Regions from separate parts of the Danio rerio genome. Here all the other regions are linked to region 2. The links are chromatin contacts, called in public Hi-C and Micro-C maps. All regions are on one chromosome and are shown on one strand. The core of a region is the stretch at or near the end of the contact, and the rest is flanking DNA. Distances in the headings are between cores, read along the strand shown.

What was found. Hi-C and Micro-C count contacts between places; a contact is called where the count stands out from the background.
Region 1: a Hi-C map of an unstated tissue shows a contact between it and region 2, with 3 times the contacts expected there. The contact joins the promoter of LOC567924 here to the enhancer-like site in region 2. A contact is called at or near these places in 1 of 18 Hi-C or Micro-C datasets (an unstated tissue) and 1 of 4 datasets of contacts at active chromatin or transcription factors (embryo).
Region 3: a Micro-C map of caudal fin shows a contact between it and region 2, with 8 times the contacts expected there. The contact joins two enhancer-like sites. A contact is called at or near these places in 2 of 18 Hi-C or Micro-C datasets (caudal fin and skeletal muscle) and 1 of 4 datasets of contacts at active chromatin or transcription factors (caudal fin).

The regions. Positions count from the first base shown.
Region 1 is chr13:19,686,523-19,689,222 of GRCz12tu, forward strand. It overlaps LOC567924 (novel protein similar to vertebrate neurofilament, medium polypeptide (NEFM)), which reads left to right and starts at 1,440. Exons shown (of 3, transcript XM_691238.9): 1 at 1,440-2,610. The coding sequence starts at 1,612.
Region 2 is chr13:20,041,550-20,044,249 of GRCz12tu, forward strand. All of the region lies in intron 2 of zfand4 (zinc finger, AN1-type domain 4), which reads right to left. Among named protein-coding and RNA genes, the nearest start is that of zfand4, 13 kb to the right of the region's middle. Within about 2 kb of position 1,307, at least 6 of the 62 cell types and tissues checked have an H3K27ac peak or open chromatin away from gene starts, as enhancers often do. A contact at or near this core is called in caudal fin and skeletal muscle, where this site is marked.
Region 3 is chr13:19,738,293-19,740,992 of GRCz12tu, forward strand. marchf8 (membrane-associated ring finger (C3HC4) 8) reads right to left here. Exons shown (of 7, transcript NM_001161435.2): 7 at 1-2,700. It also overlaps a transcript of vdac2 not described here. Among named protein-coding and RNA genes, the nearest start is that of vdac2, 25 kb to the left of the region's middle. Within about 2 kb of position 1,324, at least 4 of the 62 cell types and tissues checked have an H3K27ac peak or open chromatin away from gene starts, as enhancers often do. A contact at or near this core is called in caudal fin and skeletal muscle, where this site is marked.

The DNA.
Region 1 (2,700 bases), core at 190-2,689, 350 kb before region 2:
CATACACTCTCAGAAAAAAGGCACACGGTGGTAAAAATAATGTTTCTCAAGGAACAGTTTTGCATCTTTGTAAAAAATGGTACAGAAAAGAGCTCTTATGATACTGTTCAGCACCTTTTATGGTGTTGAAATGAAGGTACACAACTGTTCTCATAAAAAGGTACATAGTTGGACAACTCCTATATCTATGAAAATAAATATTACTGGAAAGGCAAAGTGATGTTATGAATAATTTCCATATTAAAATATGTAATCATAAAAGCTTATGTTTAAAGAAACTCATAAACATTAATTATTAAGCTCTATAATATGAAACAACTGGTAAAAGAAAACTATAGGTATTGTAAATTAAACATTTAAGGCATTTTTAATTAACATTTGGTAGGCATTTTCTGATAAATACATTTTCATTATTGTTATCTGCACCTTTTGGCATTTGCTTTCCACTACACACGTGAGCTCATGTTCAGCACATCCAAAGTGTTTATGCAGACACTTTAGTATTGTGAAACTAATCAAACATTGTGCATATCTCATTACAATACTTTTGCATAATTATATTTCTATTTTTAAATAAAGTAAATTAAATGAACTTTTAAGTGATTACAAAGGTATTGTGTGAAAATTGTAGAAAAAAAATGTTGTACATGGGAGAATGTTTTCTGTAACATTTCTGTGTTGTGATATGTTTAGCAAAAAAAAATAGATCTTAGATTTATGTTAAAGTAATTGTTATTCTTTTAATTTAAAATTAAAAGGTACATTTACACAAAAATGTTTTTATAAAACATTGTTTAAAAATGTATTTTATGTTTTGTATTTATATTTGCTGGAAATAAATTGACACATAAATTAAATTTACACATTTTGGATATAGCAAAATGCCTTTAAATAGTTCTTAAAGCAGCACATTTGACACTGTTAACGTACAAAGTATCAACACTGTGTTGGTACTTTTATAGATCAGATTTGTAGGTTTGATGAAGGTACAATATCGTATATGCAGGTTTTAAAAACCAAAGGTACATTTTTGTTTCCCATGGTATAAATCATGTCCTAACTGCAGTGTAGTAGTGTACATTTTGCAGTCTCTCTCTCTCTCTCTCTCTCTCTCTCTCTCTCTCTCTCTCTCTCTCTCTCTCTCTCTCTCTCTCTCTCTCTCTATAAACATATACATGCATATATGTTAATTTTGTCATTTTTCCCTATATAATTGCTATAATTAGAAGTATTCTTATTTTTAATTTTGATAGCAATTAGTCCATATAATACAAAATTGTAAGCTATATAAAAAAAACATGTAGCCTGTCTTTTAGTGACAAATACGATAAAAACTTTGAGATGGTCTAGAAATACATTAAACATGAAAATGTAGAATATTTTCAATCTGCGGAGGAGATGAGTTGGTGTGACGTCACGTCAGCAGCTCCCCTGGGATCAGCGGCGGAGAGTGAGTGAGTGAGTGAATGCGCAGGATGCTGAGCTGAACAGCTGATTCTGTGCATTTAACCAGTATGGACAGCTCTGTTCCGCAAACCTAGCATCTATCGCAGTATATAAAAGGGAGGCATTTTCACTGAAGGCTACGAAAGAAAACGCACCAGCCTCACAATGGAGCGTCTTCTTCATTCACCTGGCCGGACACGGGATGAGCACCGGTACCAAACACCGCGTCCTTCATCACAACTCCTCTCAAGGTCTGCCTTCAGCTTCGGGTCTCCAGTTCCGCTCAGAGGTAATGAAACCCTTAGCGAATTCGCCGCGAAACCGGCCGACAGCTTCGATTACTCAAGCAAATATGCAGGTGCGATGAATCTGAGGAAAATCAGTGAGAAAGAATTACTGCAGGGGCTCAACGATCGCTTCGCGGGGTTCATCGAGAAGGTTCACCACCTAGAGAACCAAAACAGAGCGCTGGAGAAAGAGATTGAAGCCATTAGACTCAGAGCCAAATCATCAACCTCTCTGTCCAAAGAGTATGAGTCTGAACTCAGCAGTCTGAGGGAGCAAGTTCACGAGATGGGCCTTCAAAAGCACCAGATTGAGATCAACCGCCAGAACCTGGAGGACGAGTTCAACACATTGAGAGAAAAGTACGAGAGGGAGACTCGTGGTCGTGTTGATGCTGAGGATGGCATTTCAGTTCTGAAGAAATGCATTAATGATGCCTACCTTGCCAAACAAGAGATGGACAGAAAAGCCAGAGCTCTACAGGAAGAGATCGGGTTCCTGAAGAAAAACCATGAAAGTGAGGTAGCTGAAATGATGGCACAAATCGAAGAGGGTCATGTGACTGCAGAAATAAGTGATTTTAGCAGAAGCGATGTCACTGCAGCTCTGAGAGGCATCAGGATGCAACTTGAAGGTCACTCTGGCTCTGACACCCGATATGCTGAGGAGCGCTTTCGAGCACAGTTCGCCAGACTGACCAAAGCTGCTGAGGTCAACAGGGAAGCGCTCATGGCCACTAAAGCGGAGATTAATGAACACAGGAGACAGCTCCAGTCCAAGAACATTGAGCTCGACTCCATGAAAGGGGTGAGAGAAGGACTGGAGAGGCAGCTGTATGACCTCGAGCAAAGGCACAATGCTGAAATCCATCACTATCAGGTAAGTCTCACAGAATGTTTTAAGAAATGAGCGAAATGTTGAAATAAGAGGACTTTATTTGACTGTTTAAATCAAGGTATAGCAAGTTGA
Region 2 (2,700 bases), core at 57-2,556:
ACAACAACATCCAGTAGTTTTTCTTTTATTATTTAAACAAATAAGATTGTAAAAAAAATATTTGGTGTACTCTCCCATTCACTGCAATCTGAGTTTACCTAGCTGTGAAGCCTTCCACTACTGAAAAACCCGGAAATGTAACTATTTGTATAATATGACTGTTATTTTACATTGATTGTCAATTTCTAACCTTGAATACTGTTAGACTCTTCAGAAAATCATAAAGCACTGTTTATTTATTTATTTTTGCTTGTTATTTTTAAGGCGTACTTTTTGCAGATGCACCGCATAGAAAAAGACTTTATAATCCCAGTTGACCTAAATGAATAAAAATTTCCCAAATAGAGCTATTTAAAACATCAAAATGTTCATATGAATGTCTTATCATACATTTTATTCATATCACAATATATAAATCGCAGCAAAACAAAATATTGCAGTGTCAGATTTTTCCAATATTGTGCAGCCCTACTTCAGTGTCACATGATATTTTAGAAATTATTCTAATATGATGATTTACTGATCAAGAAACATTTATAATAATAATAATTATTATTATTATTATTATTTTATTTAATATATTTTTATATTATTATTAAATACTTTGTGGAAACAGCTTTTTTGCAGGATTATCTGATTTAATTTTGTTACAATTAATACGATTATTATTATTATTATTATTATTAGTAGTAGTAGTAGTAGTAGTTGTAGTAGTAGTAGTAGTAGTAAGAGTAGTAGTAGTAGTAGTAGTAGTAAGAGTAGTAGTAGTAGTAGTAGTAGTAGTAGTAGTAGTAGTAGTAGTAGTAAGAGTAGTAGTAGTAGTAGTAGTAGTAAGAGTAGTAGTAGTAGTAGTAGTAGTAATAGTAGTAGAAGAAGAAATAAAAATAAAACATTTTTGCTGTCACAATTTAATGCATCCTTGCTAATTACAAGGGGAAAAAAGTGTGTCGTCTATTTATCTGCAGCCTACAAGTTAGAACAATGATATTTAACCTGTGATCTATCTATAATTGTACCTAACAAATGTTTCTTAGGCATAAGGAGTCTTAAAGGAATATTTATTAAACTTTAACCAAGTTAAAGTAGGCCTAGCTCTTTAAGTCTTTTTTGATGATATTACTCCCTATTATCAGAAATACTTACTAACACAAACAATACTTTACCACTGATCTTCTAGAAACATTTAACCATGAATGCAGTGAAACTGTTCAATCATTTTAGTAAATACTCATAGAAAAAGGCCACCAGCAGATCAAACACGACTCAGATCTGCCCCCCTGTGTACATCAAATAAACCAACAACCATGTCAGCTCTAAATCTAGCAAATATCCCAGTGGTCAGGATATATAATGTTCAAAACTTTACAACATTTTCCTTTGTTAATATAGTTGTTCAAACTTCAGTCTGCCAAAATGCTTGTACATTACATAAAACTCAGCTTAGTTACCATCTAAATTTTTTAGTGCCTGTGATTAAGCCAATCGACGTGCCTTTATCAGGTGTAAAGTGCAATAAGACACCAGAACGCACCCATGCAACACAAAACTGGTGTCCATTCCCTTGAGGAGTAGTTTTCAAGACAGGACGAGCGAGGAGTGTGAAGACAGCCTGAAGTGGTCAGAGCGGTTAGTGTATGTGTGTGTGACCAACATGCCCACTGTTTCCAGATTTGGAAAATGACTTGCCTAGTCATGCCCGTCAAACTATACAATCTCCATTTGTGTAATCTTAAACAATCTTAAAGTTGGCATAAAATTAAATTTTTATTTTTTATAAACATAATTGCAGTGTTTTATTTTACAAATGATGTACATTTTGGAATTTAAGCACCTCATAAGCTTCAAGCACAACATCTCTTCTTATCTCTGATCATGTTTAGGGGTCTGAGGGGGGATCAACTGTCACTCACATGGGATCGACCAATAGCAAACCGCATAATACAACAATTCAATCGATGACTTATGGACAAAATCAAATCCTATCCTAGATGTCTTCTTGTTTGAGTAGCTTTAGCTTGATAAAAACCAGGGGTACCCAAACTTGGTCCTAGAGGGCTGGTGTCCTGCATATTTTAGTTCCAACCCCAATTAAACACACCTGAGCCTGTTAATCAAGCTCTTTTGAGGTACACTAGAAACTTCCAGGCAGGTGTGTTGAAGGAAGTTAGAGCTATACTATGCAGGACACCAGCCCTCCAGGACCGAGTTTGAGCACCCCTGATATAAACAGATAAGCCAAAACGCATGACAACTTTCCTCGAATGCTGTTGGTCCACCATATGCTACAAAACAGCGCCTATTCCAACATGACATGAGATGCATCCCAAATGACACACCATAAACCCTGCACTTATAGACTCAACTATGTAGAGTATGAATTTAGTGTTGTCCCATATGGAAATTCCTACCATTTCCCAGTTAATAATTAAAGCCCTTAACTGTTAGTCCCAATTTTATAAACATAGACGTGAAAATGAGATGCTCAATAAATGTCTGCAAATGATTTTCAACACTTTAATTGCAGACTTAAGCTTGGTCTTATTTTAAAGAAGACACTTGTCAGATTTTACGAGGTGAAAAAAAAATTTTTTTTAGGTTATTTGCCTGTAACCTTATAAAAAAAAAAAAAAAAGAATTTACATTGTATTATATTATAAAAAATATGTATTTTACAAAACCTGTTTTTGCCTAATTGAATTA
Region 3 (2,700 bases), core at 74-2,573, 300 kb before region 2:
CTGATGGTTTCTATTTGACACAGTGTTTATAAAAGGCTTTGACAACACATAAATATGAAACTCAGAGTTTAATGCAATTTTTTCCTATGGGAATTATCTCTTTCCACATAACCAGGCAGCTTTCAGATCTTTAATCACCCGTTATTACAGTCAATTAAAAATAACAAGAACATCTCATATACAACACAAGGCTGGTGACAAAAAAAATCTACATTTCCTTTATTTGGTTGTTTATTTTTTTTTTAAATCCTCAAAAATGCTTAGAGAAACTATTTACTACAAGAGGAAAGTTACAAGAAATAAGAGGGAGATGCAAGAAACAGTCATGTTCTCCATGTTCAAGCCAATTCAGTAGTAAAGCACTGCAGTTTGACGACAAGCCATGAAACAAACAAGACTATTACTGCACTTTAAAACACATCCATCCAAATATGATGCAGTGCTATGCTTCAAATTAAGAAAATTCTGGAAAACGAGTATCTGTTAAAGGAGCCAGCTCCTGTTGTTTTACAAATACACTATCAAAAAAAAAAAAAAAAAAAAAAAGGGGTAAATATACATGCGCTAAATCTTAATAACTGCCAAAAACAGTCATTTCACTAGGCTAGGGGCATTTAAATTGATCTAGTAAGGATTTATATGATGGCTGGCGAACCATAAAATAGTTTCATTCCACGTATTTTCCAATAAAATGGCTCATTCGGATGTTCTCAGTGTCTCATTAAATGTGGCGCATACATTAAAAAACATAGTAGAGCATCTTTTTTATGGTCAAACGGCACAAAGCCAGTCAGAAAAGGTTAAAAAAGATTAATGTGCATTGTCTGTGCAGTAGCTCTAGGTGGCAGAAGCATCCTGTACCTTTTAAACAAAGAAATATTCATTCACAATAGCGTTTGTAAGTAGCACAGTCTGCTTAAATGATCATCGCAACAGCAGGAATGTCAATCATGGTCACTGAAAAGAGGAATATGTTAGAACGAAGGCCAAAACTAAAATGGCTGTTTTCCAACATTTAAAGCCATCGAGATGTCAAACAATATATTTAATAAATACAAAACACCCATTGGAGATTGGATTGGTTTAAAAACTTGAGCAGAACCTGGTTGTCATCTTGTTAACTAACTCAAAGTCAACATTTCATCATTGCTAAAACCTTTATTTTTAAGTTATGGTTTAAAATCAACTGCACAAGTAAATGTAGGAATGCCAAAATAAAACAGAAAACATTAAGCTAAAATTGAACTGAAGGTAAATCTCATTCACACATACACTTGCGCACACACACACAGAAATCATGACTGATTCATTGCAACAGTTGCATGATGCTACACTGCAGTTCATTTCCCTCAGGGAGGAATTTGAATTCTTTACATTCACAAACACACAGACTTTTAAAGGGAAAGTACACCTAGAAATGAACATTTACACACTCTCAGGTCTCAGATGTGACTTTTTTCCCCTTCAGTAGAACATTTATAAAGATTTATTTAGGTTTTTTTTTGCTTTAACTCTCTTGTATGAATCATAAAATGCTCATAAATCATAAAAAACATGCCAACCAAAATGAAGGCATTATTAAAAAGTTCACCCTAAAATGAAAATTACATCATTTATACATCAACCTTTATGTTTTTCTTTCTTCTGTTAAAAATAAATGGATATATTTTGAAGAATGCTGGTTGCTCCTCGACTTCCATAGTAGGACAAAAAAACTATGAAATTCAATGAATCCGAGCAACCAGCATTTTTCAAAATATCTTCTTTTGTGTTTAACAAAAAAGGGAAAGTCAAATAGGTTTTGGTGGAATTATTTATTTATTTTTAATTTTTTGGGTGAACCATTCCTATAAGATAGGGTTGCAGGATACTGGAATTCGAAACCAACTGATACTGAAATTTTAAAAACGTCCATCAACAGAAATAACTGTGATTGGCTGTGAAAGTCCTCAGTTCACCGAACTCACTCTGTTTAGTGCGTGTAACCAAAGAAACAGGGACACTGGAGCATTTAAAAGCCACGATTCATCAGCCAATCACTCGTATGTCAGCTTATAGACAAACTAGCTGATCAACGTGACTTTGAAACGCTCCGGTGTCCCTGTATCTGTGGTTATTCTCAGTAAACAGCTGTGAGTTTGGTGAACCGATGATCTTCACGGCAAATCACAGTCGTTTCTGTTGAGCACGTGAACACCATGACAAATCAGCTATGTTTAAGAATGTGCTACACACCGCTCAAATGTTATCGGGAAATGGACATTTTTAACATTCCAGTATCGTGACATCCCTACTTTAAGGTCTTATGAAACTTAACAACTTAATGAGTAAAAAAATATAAAGAGTTTAGATTAAAAACCCTCTTCAAAATGTTCCTCTAAAACAAGTATTTTTATCCAGCTCCTGTGTTCTTTAATATCACTTTTGTGACAAAGAATAAGTTTTTTCCTGGTCTTTAAAGTGAAATAGCTCAACATAAACAATGGAGGCTAAGAATAATGTTTATTTTTGGTAGAAATTTCAGATGGCACTCTGAAATTTCAGAGGTTTTTGCATCTGAACTCTTCATATATTGTTTAATAAAGTGTTGTCTGTACATTTCTTAAAGTGACAGTAGCTGCTACCGCATTTTCAGCCCAAAACAAATCTTCTCAACTGTTTGAAAGAATAAAGTGACTTACATTTTGTTTGGCCTGAGAG